2 separate regions of the Arachis hypogaea genome follow, and region 2 is linked to region 1. The links are chromatin contacts, called in public Hi-C maps. All regions are on one chromosome and are shown on one strand. The core of a region is the stretch at or near the end of the contact, and the rest is flanking DNA. Distances in the headings are between cores, read along the strand shown.

The links. Hi-C and Micro-C count contacts between places; a contact is called where the count stands out from the background.
Region 2: a Hi-C map of an unstated tissue shows a contact between it and region 1, with 3 times the contacts expected there. The contact joins the promoter of LOC140174358 here to the promoter of LOC112703030 in region 1. A contact is called at or near these places in 4 of 8 Hi-C or Micro-C datasets (leaf and an unstated tissue).

What each region holds. Positions count from the first base shown.
Region 1 is chr7:49,230,237-49,237,190 of arahy.Tifrunner.gnm2.J5K5, forward strand. It overlaps LOC112703030 (non-specific lipid-transfer protein 8), which reads left to right and starts at 3,549. Exons shown (of 1, transcript XM_025754327.2): 1 at 3,549-3,890. The coding sequence starts at 3,549. The coding sequence ends at 3,890.
Region 2 is chr7:49,400,416-49,407,369 of arahy.Tifrunner.gnm2.J5K5, forward strand. LOC140174358 (subtilisin-like protease SBT1.3) reads right to left here and starts at 4,577. Exons shown (of 2, transcript XM_072198803.1): 1 at 3,909-4,577; 2 at 3,631-3,810. The coding sequence starts at 4,577. The coding sequence ends at 3,631.

The DNA of each region.
Region 1 (6,954 bases), core at 2,299-4,798:
GAATTTGAATATTGGTTAGAAGATGTGGAGGCCAGTCTGGACCTTCTAGAGAAAGGGGGTGGGGCCAACCCTGGGTATCGGAGTTGGAGGCCGTTCCGGGTGCGGGACTCGAGGGTTGGGTCGGTAATAAAATTGTATTATGTTGTTTGAATATATTGCTAGAATGAGATGCAGTGTACCTTATGGGATTTTATCGTTGTATTAATATTTAGATATACATATGAGGTTTAACTTTGTATGTGAAGATTTTGTATTTTTTTCTCATCAGGAACTCATTTTATAAGTGTTAAATAACAGCAAATTACATAGCTATAAAGACAAGAGAAGGAAAAATTAGAATTAGAGAGAGAATTCTAATAGGAAATGATGAGAATGAGAACATGAGAGGAACATTTTGTAGCAGCAGTTAATAACACTATAAGTTTGTTGCCCTCATTTATGTTTTCTTGGTGTATGGTTTAACTCATTTTGCAGTACTCTTATTGTAGGATATATCATTTTTTGACTATGAAACAGTTGATGACTTGACAAGTAGACTTGGGGCAGATTATCAACAAGTATCAAAGGGTTATTGGAAATGATCTTAACTTGATATTGCGCAATGTTCTTTAGGTTGAATTAGTTGTAGAAGATGAACTACCCATATAAGTTATCCCACATGTTAGTGTTTTACACCCTTATTCTTACTTTTGAGTTTATGTTGTGTTAGGGTCTCATTTTATTGGTCATTACTCGTTATATCTACTGCTTCTTTGTATTTGAATATATTCTTATTCTGTTCTATTTTATACTCATTCTTACTAATTTGGAGCTTAGTGCTTTGATTGTTTCTTATTTGTCCTTGAGAATCTTTGTTAAAGAAAGAAAAGAAAGTTGAAGTTTATTTGCCATAGATTTTGCCACAGACACAATATGTATTATATTTGATTTGTTTGTGATTCTGAGAATGGATATGCAAAAGTACAGATATGTCATCCTCTCATGCTTTATTTCTTGTTTCAATGATAAAATAGCTTGCTTTTCCCCAGCTAATGAGCTAAAATATGATCTATCTTTTTCATCCTAACAACTTATGAATATGATGCATCACTGCTTTTAAGCTTATATATGAAAAAGTGAGGTTGAAAATATTGATGGCTTTGACGTTGTGCTGATAGCTGTATATAACATATTTTAAATTCTTTATTTGAGTTAACTGATTGTACTTTGATATGGCAGACTATTGATATAGGAAGAATGCTATTATGAATCATTGTCATGTTTTTTTCCTCAACCAGAATGGAGAAAGAAGCTGGCTTTTTTCAGAGTCTCAATCATCTCAGATGGGCCAGGATCCAAGAGGAAGATAGAGTTTGTTATTTGACTAACTAAATAACAGTGAACAATTCAGTCAATGTTGAAAGTGAAGGGTGGGTGCCTTCCTCTTCCATCTATTCTATGAATATTTATTGGGGATTCAAGATCCTAAGAGAAAAGTTGTAGTGGCTCACGCGCTTCATTTTGTTGTGAACTCAAAATAATTGGACGTTCTGCATTTACCGGTAATCATTAGTGGATTTCTTTGAATAATTTCAGTACAAATGCATATCCACTAGAAGTATTAAGTTGATCTTCTATTCCTAGAAATGCATGAATAGTTTTTGCTGTATATTGCAAATGTTATGATTCAGTTAAACTTTTGTGAACACAATTTTTTAAGCTTGCACTCCTGTTTACGACTTTTTAATTTGGTTTCTGGTAATTTGGATTATATAGGATTGTAATTCGTTAGTTCCATTTTGATTTCTTATTTTGGTGTACTCTTTTTAGGTATATGCTGAGATGCATCACCAACTTTTAGCTAGAATGCAGGTTAAGAGAATGAAGAAACATTACATATATGCCATCGCACATGTTGAAAGACTTAAATTAGTTTTCTCATCTTGTTAGGGAACAGATTCATTAATCTACTTGGTGATTTTGTCTTGTCCGCTTGGTTTATGTACATTGATGATATGCATCATGTTAGGAGCAGTTATGGTACATTATGAAGAGTAAAGTTTTTGGTTGATTTTCTGCAATATGTCCTTTAGAAATTTACGATTCTATTTCTTGTGTTAATTTCAAATTAAAAGAGAACTAATAGATGTAGCATATCTAAGAAAAGAGTGTATCTATCAGAAAATTCCATTCATGAATGCCATGACTTCCCCTTAGTTGGTTCACACAATGGGAGTAGATCCTCTCCAGTAAAAAAAAAACTGGATGATGTCAATTGTAATCTCTCACCCTTCAATGTTCTCTCTCATATTTAATTTTGATCACACTTATAAAATTAATGGCGAGAGATTACACTGCATTTCCTCAAGTGTTAAAAAAACCGGAGAAGATCCATTTCCTTCGCACAATAGAGGTTAATTAATTTCTATTTTAGAGCTATCAATCTGTAAAGTCTAAAGAGTACTATATGTGCGTGTATATATGATATAATAAAGGGTAAACTTAACGAATCAACTTTTGTCAACAAATATCAGTTAATTTTTTAAAATTATTTTGTTTATTTTAAATTTTATATCATAAATTTTTAATCATAAAAAATTAGAATTTTATAATTAAATTAACTGACCTAGCTTATTAAGGCCCGCACATTTAAATCCCGGTATGTAGAATTATATATGGGCTTCCAACATGATAGTTTGGACTATTTAAGAAAAGTCCAATGGGTCAATGGATCAACGGCTTTTTTTAATAGGTCATTTTTTTTAAATAGCTTGCTTCACCTTAGTTTCATGTTCACTGCACCGTGTTAAAGAACTATGAATTGAGGTGAATTTAGATCTGGATATAAAATTTGAATATTTTCATAAATCCTTACAATCTATTGCAGTTTACGTCTGAAAGTTGTTTCTTGATAAACTACTATTGTAACTATTTTAGAAATGTTTTATTTAAATAATTTTACTCTACTTTATTTAAATGTGCAATTTGTCCTAAATGTTATTTTTTAAAAATATTGAGAAGATAATTAGAAGTTCAAAATTTTTTTTAATCGCAAAATTTAAAAAAAAAATTAGAAAATAAATTAAGACTCTCACTATTTTTTTTTTTAGTTTACTGGCCGTGAATCCTACACATGGTTCTGCTCTGCTCCTGGATGGTTCATTGTCAACACTACAAACAAAGTGTGCAATAGTGATAAACAACTCTTACAAGGTTTACTACCAACCAGCACATAATTAAATGTCCATAGTGATCAAATTCCTACATGATTTGAAAACCGTAAAATATTTATATATGCACCAATTATCTTGTGCAACTTATATTACTTGTTGAAACTGAATAACCCCTTCTTCGTTACTTCCACCTAACCTTGAAATTTTAACAATTTCTTGTACAATTAAAATCAAACTTATCTTTCTTGTACTCTATTTAACAATTTTATTTTAATAATTATTTTTACTTGTAGTTTTTAGCTTCCTCTGATCCTATAAAAATGTCTAAACATGGACCAACAATGCAAATTGAAACCACCATCACCACCACAACATATAACAATTAATTAAATAAGCATGAAATCAGTTGCTGCTACATGTGTTCTTATGATTTTAGTGACCTCAGTAACTAATTCTGAGGCTACAATTTCATCATGCAGTGATGTGATTAAGAACCTAAAGCCTTGTGTGAATTACTTGATGAGTGGAAGTGGTAAACCACCAGGACCATGTTGCTCTGGCGTTAAAGCTCTTGCAGCTGCTGCAGCAACCTCTGCTGATAAGAAAACTGCATGCAACTGCATCAAATCCACTTCCAAGAGTCTCAACATTAATTCACAACTGGCTCAGGCTCTCCCTGGAAACTGTGGAGTATCACTTCCCATCTCTGTTTCCCCCAATGCTGATTGCTCCAAGTAATGAAAATATCACTTATTACATATATAATATTGTTTTGAAATACTACCTTATTAATCGGCTTTTTTTTAAATAATTATATTATTTACAGGCATAGATAATTTTGACATAATTTACATTTTTAAATAAAATACGGCATGTCCATGTGTTATTTTAAATAAAATACCTTATAATATGTTTGTAAATTGTAATAATTTTAGAAGACAAATTAAATATTTAATATATTTTTTAATTTAATATTTTCTCATACACAGAGCAAAGTTACGTTGTTTTTTTTTTTGTATTTTTAATTATTATTAAATAGGTGTGAGGCTCGTGCCAGATAATCTCATACCATTTAATGATAGAGAATATGAAGTCAATGTACAAAGAAGAATGAAAACTCCATTTTGTTCTTTTCATATTTTATAAATCACTTCTTTGTTTTTTTTCTTAGTCAATCTTCAACTTAGATTCTTAGACTATGCTTCTTCAACTTTTGGATTTTAATGTTTTCTCCCTTATGTTGTTGCTGCATCTTTTGCAGGGTTGGTTGAAAGTTGAAAATTGGAATTGGAGAGCGATGCAGGGAATGCTGAACATTATTCTGCTACTTATATATAATTAAAATGGCGTATTTTGAAATAAACTAGAATCTACCTATGTGGATTTCTTTATTATTATGTTGGTATTCTCATTCTGTTTCCTGTTAATGTCGTAATTTCCGTTTCCTTGCTCCAATTATTATTATTATTATTATTATTATTATTATTATTATTATTATTATTATTATTATTATTATTATTATTATTATTATTTGAACTTAGTCAATGTTGTAATATTAACCACTAAAATTCGTTAAGATGTTAAGTTCTTTTATTTAATAATTAGGATAACGAAAAATATTGGGCAGCAATTTTTAATAATTTTGGTCAGTATTTAATTAGCACAAACATTAAATTGTCTTCAATAAATAATTTTTTTTAATTTATATGCATAAACTTTAATAAATATTAATGCAAGTTGTGTTAATTTATACGTGTAAACTCTAATAAATATAAATATAAATCATATGTTTTATGTATACAAATTCTTGTAAATATATGTATAAATTATTATTGGTCAAATACTAACTTAAAATAATAATATTTACTAGTCATATAATATTATTATTATGATAATACTAAAAAAGATAATAATTCAAAATTATTTTATTTAATTTAATATTCATAATTTTATGTATATAATATTTATAGTTGCACACTTATTATATTTAATATTATTCAATTATTTCGATAATAATTAAAGAATATAAAATATAATAAATAATAAGTAAAAGATATAAAATAAGATATATAGCTTTTTGTTTTAAACTTATTTTTTATTGTCCCAAATCTTTTTGTAATAATTAATAGTAACTGATCCGAATCTTATAAATGAGAAAGTAGTTATGGACTCACTACTCCAATTCATAAATAAGATTGATGCATGAATATATATATATATATATATATATATATATATATATATATATATAATTTATGCTGAGATTCAATAATATTATATAGCATTTATGATATAAAAGTATGAAATTCGACTCTTCACAACTGGTTAAGGTTTACTCCACAAACCATATAGGTATATAAATTTGCGTTTTATTATAAGTTTTTGCATATTGTATGTGAAATTTCCAGTTAAAGTAAACAAATAATGTGTTTTGTTGCTTTTATATTATTAATACATTTTAAAATATTTTTATATTAATATTTATTCAAAAAAAAATTATAAATAAATTAACAAATAAACTGATAACAATTAAAATTTTAAATATTTATTATTTTTTTTTTGCATTTTAAGCACTGCTGATACTTTATATAGATAGTAAATCTTTATTTTTTGTAACCTATGAAAAATAATAAAGTTGTTGTATTTACACGTTAAATACATTTTAAATAGGACAATGTACGTAAATAAATAAAAGGAGAGAAAGGTTTACTTGATTGCAACAATTGAAATCTCGTTACCTGCATGTCCTTTTTTGTTATTATTTAATCCGTGGGAGCTAACCACGGTTTACGACTTACATGTAAACCGTGGTAGCCAGCAACAGTTTAGCAAGGAGAAGCGTTGAACATAAACCTTGGTAGGTCACTACGATTTAGGAAGGTAGAAATAAACCCAAAAAGCCCTATAGCCAGCCACGATTTATGAAGGATTTTTTAAACTCATAAACTCTTGTAGGCAGCCACGGTTTATGTGGAGAAGAATTCTATAAATATATCAGTGAGATTGAAGCTTGTGAAGAGATCATTATCACACAATGGCGAGTGAGGAAGAGAGTTTTCTTGTGTTAGTGCATTGCTCTGGGAAAACTAAAAGAGAGTTTTCTTGTATCCAGCCACGTGTGCAACGCCATTTAATCGGTACAGGCGAGCTTCGTCTTCCATAACTCCACCACCCAATTGCTTGAAACCCTCCAAGCTTCCCCCTTAACCTCCAAGGCTCCTCGGATTCTCTCAACCACCCACCCTAAAAAATTTTGCTTTCCCACACAAGTGATCCGTGATGAGTTACAGCGGCTAATGAATTTATACTACCTCGTGCATAAACCGTGGGAGGCAGGGGGTTTCATGAGCACAAGGTTTTTTCATAAACAGTGGTTGCCAGCCACAGTTTCTGGCACCAAAATTCAATATAATCCGTCCTAAACTACAACGGTTTATATGTATTACAAAACCGTGGTTACCCACCACGGTTCACATATAAATACAATCAAGACATACACGTAAGGTTTCTTCAATTGTTGTATATACGTAAAGTTTTTTCTATTTTATTTCATTCAAATCAATTGACCTTTTAAATATGACATGTGTAATACTATCATTTAACATGTGGGTCTAAATATATCTTAATAAACAATAAAAAATATTTCTCTAATATGGTTAGAGACACACCAATACAGTTACATGTTAATGTTTACCACCTTATTCTTTATTGATATGTTTGAAATGTATCTATTATTAACTATTTAAAATGTTTTATATAATAAAAAAACAATAAAGCACTAACACTTATTTGAGTTGACGTA
Region 2 (6,954 bases), core at 3,327-5,826, 170 kb after region 1:
AAAGGTCATCCAAGCCGGATACTTCTGGCCTACTTTCATTAGAGATTCCCTCCAACTAGTCAGAAGTTGTCCAAAATGGCAAGCCAACGTCGACCTCCACCAAGCAGCTCCACACCAGCTCAGCATAATAATGGCAGATCGGCCCTTCGGAACCTAGGGAATCGACCTCGTAGGACCTTCCCCACAGCTCCTGGGCAACTTCGATATCTTATAGTCGCCATCGACTATTACACAAAATAGATCGAAACCTAGGCATTAGACACCATCACGGCCACCCAATGCTGGAAGTTCTCTAAAGGCAAGTCATAACCTGCTTTGGAATTCCCGAGATTGTAATCTCAAACAATAGGACCCAATTTACGGACAAATGATTTAAAGAGTTCTTGAAAGGACTCAGCAACTCCCAACGGTTCAGTTTGACAGAACATCCGCAAACCAACGGCCAAGTAGAATCGACCAATAAGATCATCATGAAAGGTCTCAAGAAATGACTAGACGAGGCCAAAGGTCTATGGGCTGACGAACTTGGATCCATTCTCTGGTCATACCGAACGTTCCCTCAAATCTCAACCAGAGAAACCCCCTTCTAGATTAACGTACGGCTTTGAAGCCATCATTTTGGTATAGGTCGGGGATCCTAGCCCACGGAAGACCGTGGGAGGAGACGACAAGAGCGCTGAGAAGGACCTCACAGACGAAGTCAAAAGCATAGAACACCTGTGGGAACTCGCCCTAAAACAAAGGGTAAGCCTAAGGTATAATCGCAGCGTAGTGATGCGAGACTTCAGACCAAGAGACCTCGTCTTACAATGCAACGACATTGGCTCCCCACCCCGGGGGAAGGAAAGCTCACACCTAACTGAGAGGGGCTATACTGAGTAAAAACCGTAATCGGAAAAGGAGTTTATAAGCTCGAACAGCTAAATGGACCGAGTTACCGAAATCATGGAATGCCGCGAACATACGACAATACTACACATAAGCCAAGATGGTACCTCGAGAAAATTAAAGTCATGCTCTGATTTTTTTTCTCTTTTTTTTCTTTTCTTTTCCATTAGCTTTTTCCTTTTTCATTTATCGCTACCTTTGTTTTCCTTGTCGGACACTCTTTCTTTCTCTAACGAGAGGTTTTAATGAGGCCCAACCCTTAATAAAATCATGCTTACATTTTCCTTTTAAAACTATTTTTTTCATGTTCTCGCTGAACCAACGCCATAAGTAAACGGCTACCCCCAAGGTCCAATCATCCCTGAGACCAGCACACGTATATCCAAAAAACAAGAAAATAAACACAAGTATCGAAAATGGCTCACCAAAAAGGCCTACTATTTATACATAAGTAAACTAAGCCCACCAAGAGGCCATCCAAAACATTGTTCAACAAGTTGAAAAAATGGCTTACAAAGACAGAAAAATTAAAATTGTTTCAATAAAAAAGAGTATAACACCAAAGACACGGCCAATAAACTTCTCAAATAAAATATAAAATCAGACACAGGCTACTCCAAACCACGATTTGGCCATCCTTTACAGTCTGGAAAGCTCCCATTACAAACACATCCAAACTCGGGGCCAGAACCAAGACTTGCGCCTTCAATGCATCATCGGTAGCCTTGAGGGTCGCCCGAGCATTAGCCAAAAGGCTGGCATTTCGCTTCTTCAAAGTTTCCACCTCAGCCTTCGCCGCCGTTGCCTTTGAACGGGTAGAACAGTCGCGGCCTCAACGTCGGCAGCCAGCTTCTGGGCCCTAGCGACCTAGATCGACAACTCGGTCTCTCGCTTTAACAACCTCACTATCTCAGCGCTAGCGTCCTCGGCATCCTTGGCTGCCTTTGCCCAAGCGACCTCAGCTGCCTCCAACTGCCCGTTCAGAACGATCATATTCGCCTGAGCCTGCCAAAGCTTCCCATCCAAACGGAAGGTTTGTAAAAGCGCTGACTCGGCTTTTTGGATAATAGCTGCGGATCGAAGAAGGGCACGGTAGACAGACTTGGCTTGGCCCGAAAGGAAGCAATCCTTGAAGAACTCGTCGGTACTAGGCAGCAAATGTCGGTCGATAAAATCGGGAGCATGGAAAAACCTATCCATTACACATGGAATGACCATGCCTGCACTAACCCCTCATGATGATCTCCCTCTGGCCTCGTATGTTTCTGATCAAGCTTCGGGATCGGAATCTCCAGAAGCTCATTGTCCCCGGTAACCCCCTTCTAGACGATTTCTTACGAGACCGTCTGAGAGCTCGGGACAGAAGCCGTCGAAGGGGTTGACTGAGAGGACCCCTCGACTCCAGCCTCTGGAGTCTCCACAAAAGGAAGTTTCAAGCGCTGTAAAGTTGTCAGCCCACTAGCCATCCCAACTGCAAGGCATGAGAAATAGGAAATTAAATAAGCTACATAATCGGAATACAAAACACTCAAACATAGAGAAATGAGAAAAACCTACCAATGTGAGATCTACCCGCCTTGGGATCCCCCATCACGTCACAAGGATTCAGAGGCCGATTCTCGAAGAGAGCCAACAGGACATTGGCAATCTCTTTGTTTTCGAAAGCCAGTCCCTCATAGGCCACCCTCGTCATGTAGGAAGCCCCGACACCAAATTCCAATACGGACAAATCCGGTGCTCCCCCCTCTAGCAACAACCAAAAAGGGTGACAACCCTCGACTGGTCGGAACTTGAAGTACTCTGACTTGAACCCATAAAACTAGTCCTCGAACAGGTTGAAGAGTCGGCGGTTTGTTTGGGCTTGGAAAGAAATATACCATTTCCTATGTTTTCCCTCCTTATGCAGGATGGTCAATAAGAAGAAAAACAAGAAAACTTCGACCCGAGCTGACAACTCTAAAAATTACAAACCAGCTCAAAAGTTCGAATAGCCGCCCAGCTGTTCGAATGCAGTTGAGACAGCACTGCAGAAACCCAACTTAGGAGAGATACCTGGAACTCGAAAAAGGGTAGACGAACCAATAACATAGTAAAAAAGAGGCTCATGCACCCAAATCCAGCCCGGGACATGAGGGAAATGCACGTTAAGATAGCAAACCCTTTCATTTTTCATCGGCAAGCGCCAATTCGTACCGTCCCGCCGCCTCACCGTCTAACACGGCCCTTTCATCACGGAGCCTCTGGAGGTCTCCTCATCCAACTGAGAGGGTGTGCCGGAAACATTAAACGTTACCCAGTGGTAACAATTTGGCACACCCCCCACTGGGAAGATAGGACCCGGGTTCCCTTGAACTCCCCTCTGGCGCACCATACCTATATCCAAATTAGAACTTTTTCACTGTCAGCCCACTACCTAGAAAACACATAAATAGAAAAAGGTTTAATTACTCTGCAGGTCCCTATAGTTTCACCAAATTTTCAATTAGGTCCCTATATTTTTTTTTTCAATTGGATCCCTATACGTTAATTTTTTTTAATTTAGTCCCTACCGTGACAAATTTGTTTAAAATAATAGAATATTCGGTTAAAAATGGAATATTCTCCTAATTGAGTTACAGTGCTTAATTGAGATCTCCACCATTTTTTTAAAATACCAATAATACCCTTTGCATTTTGTTCCCCAAATTAGAGAACATGACCAGCCCTGACTTAGTTTCATATGCTTCGAATTGGGTTTCTCCTCTATCGCACTCTGCTGCCGTCTTCCGTGGCGTCGTCCTTGTCCATCGCTGGGTGGTCATCGTCCGTCTGCGTCATCCTCGGGTGCTCTGCTCCGTTTGTTTGCCTTGCCCATTGTATCGCCTCGCCACGAATCGCCTTGTCACACCGCTGTTCAACTTCGTCTTGCTTTCTGGATTGGCTCTGCAACAACATGTGGCTGCTAAGGAGTTGCTATTTCTTCGATGGAGTGAGCATCATAAAAGACTAAACAAATTTATAAGGTCTATGAACTTCATAACTGAAATAGATTTATTCTCAGCAAACACCAATGAAATTGCAGGGTAGTTTAAGTCACCAGGGCTAGCTAGAGAATATGCACATGACCTGTTTGCGTATTTGCCAAAGACACCTAACTGGTTTGGAGTTAGATTCTGAGTGCATAGAAAATCAAGGTAATCTTGTGGCTTGATATCATAGACTAAACTTGGGTCTAGTGCTTTTGTGGGGTTAATATGACTGGCACCATGATCATAAGGACTTGAAGGCTTTTCAGCATTTGATACATCTTTCAGAGGCTTCATGGTGTTGTCAACAACATAAGCTATTGTCATCAGTGCAGATTTTATAGCTGCTGGACTCCATTGAGGATGCTTAGCCTTAATCAATGCAGCTACACCACTCACATGAGGGCTTGACATTGAGGTTCCAGAAACTATGCTGAACTTCACCCTCAACCCTAATGGACCAACATCTTCACTCCAAGCAACAAGAATATTCACACCAGGAGCAACCAAATCTGGCTTCAAAACTTCAAGTGAGAGGAAATTAGGCTCTCTTGATGAAGATGCTACTACTAAAGGTGAAGGCCTAATCCCTAACCTTGTTCCAAGAAATAAAAAAGTTGCGGTGGCATTTTTGTTTATTAAGACATAATTTTTGAGATTTTTTACCATCTTTCCTCTCCGCATGTTTCAGTGTTGGTGAGAATCATTCCAACCCTACCTAAATTTTTCACCACATGACCCATTTGCTCTCTTGGACAAATCCCTCTCTCACAAATCGCTATCTTCCCTTTAGGTAGACATATGAATTTTTCTTTGATCATTTTTGGCTTTTTTTTTATTGAATGTGGCATGCATTTTTCCAGGACTAAAGCAGAGCCTCTAATATACTATTTGCCTAAGAAGCCCTTGGAGGAAGATATATATGCAGGAGTTTTTCATTTTGAATTTCTGAATTTTGTTTGAATTGATTTCTTAATTTTTGCCTGTTATGAATTTTGTTAAATTTTGTGCGGGTTATGAATTTTGTTGAATATTGATTGTTATTGCTGCGATGATGTTGGTTTCTGAGGGTTCTTTTTCATTTTTTTATGTAGTGATGGAGCATTTGAATTTTACTATAGGTTGGTTCAAAAAGAAAATTGAGAAGAAATGAAAACATTGAAAAAGAGAAATATATGAGAAATAAGAAGTTAGAACCAACAGGGGTATATAAGTAATTTTATAATTTATTAACGTTTTTTTGACGTTTAACGTTAAGAGGGACTAAATTGAAAAAACAATAACGTATAGGGATCCAATTGAAAAGAAAAAAGGTATAGGGATCTAATTGAAAATTTGGTGAAACTATAGGGACCTGCAGAGTAATTAAACCATAGAAAAATTCCTACCTATATCTGAAACTACAATCAAACAAATTACCAAATCCCATTGAATCCCTGAAACCACATTAAGACGCAACAGTCTTTATTAGCATTCCCCCACCACTAAATGCAGGAATATCCACAAAAATAACAAACCAAAAAGGAAATGCAAAGAAACAAGCAAATGAAAAACACATAAATGAAATAAAACAAAAAGGGGAAGCACAGAGTAACGAAGGCACCAACCTGGTTTTCAGAAGTTGAAAGTAGGAATTGTGACAGGCGCGAAGGACAGAAATAGCACAAGTAGAAACCAACAATCCAGACGAATGCAGTGTCAAAGGAAAAGTTGCAGAAATGGTTGCATAAAGACATAAAGGAGATGACTAGGAGAAAGAAGAGGGAACGGTTGTAACAAAGGAAAATAAAAGGCCTCGAAACTTTCCAAATTGAAAAATATAAAAATGCAAGGACAAAATGGGGAAAACTCCTCCCTCACATTTAAGCGCTATTATGACGCCTAAGAAAACGCAACTGACGGGACACCCCTTCGAAAAATGAAAACGATCAGATGAAGGAGGACTCAAACCCCTCACGGACTCTCGACCTCCACCATAAACCATGGATGGTACACCATCCCCTGAGCCAGGCTCGCGGCCACACGGCGAAACGAACTCCTCCAGCGACGAGAATAAGCAAGCACCTCTCTCGCTCCAGGGGCAACTATTCCGGACTCGACCCCTAGGTTCCCTATCAGAGCAAGTTACGACTTAGTTTCTTGGGCTCAGGCCACCACCGCGGTCCAAACTGATCCACTAACCATAAATCCCTAACCAATATTCAAATTCAAACACTTCTCTTATCTTAGCCAATAAGATAAGATAAGATAAGATAACAAACTCAAACTATATAAAGGGAGTCAAGTGCTCCCTCAGGTACGTCACATACTCTCAACCCTCATCTACCTCTAAGATCCATTTTGACTTGGGCGTCAGTTGCTCCAAGAGTCCGACCCGTTGCCATTAAGACCGGCCAGTCCCCGATCCCTCTTACAACCCGTACGAGTGGCATCTTATATAAAAAATTTTAAATCTTTTCTTGTAATAAATATAAAATAAATGCATTGAAAATTTAGACTTTTTGAATTTTTAATATGAACTTTCTCAATTTATAATCTTAAAATGTGTTTTTAGGATCTAAAATAGTTAAATTTTTTTTATACCTTCTGAACACTTTAAAATATGACTACTAATTTATTATGAGACTTAAATATCCATCCATCTTAATTAATACTATATTTATTCTTATTAAATACATTGAATAAACAAAAAAGTGGAATAATAATACAGATTGCGAGTTTAGTTAGATATGTTTGTCTATTTATAAAGTTTTAAAGTTTGTTAAAATTCATTAATTACTTTCTTATTAAAATGTGTGTGTTTAACAATTATTTTGAAAAATGAATTTAAATTATATATAAAATAAAATATTCAGATATTTATATCATCTATTATCTATCACTAATTTCTGCTAAGATGGATTCCTCACAGCTCACAAGGTGCTGGATGTCACTTCTGTGTAAAATGAACATATTAAAGTTTTCTTTATTAATTTATTTCCCCTCTAAGAAATGAAATTTTTTATATGAATGAAGCTAAGAGACAAACAATGCTTAAAGTCACAAATCTTTTCACATACTT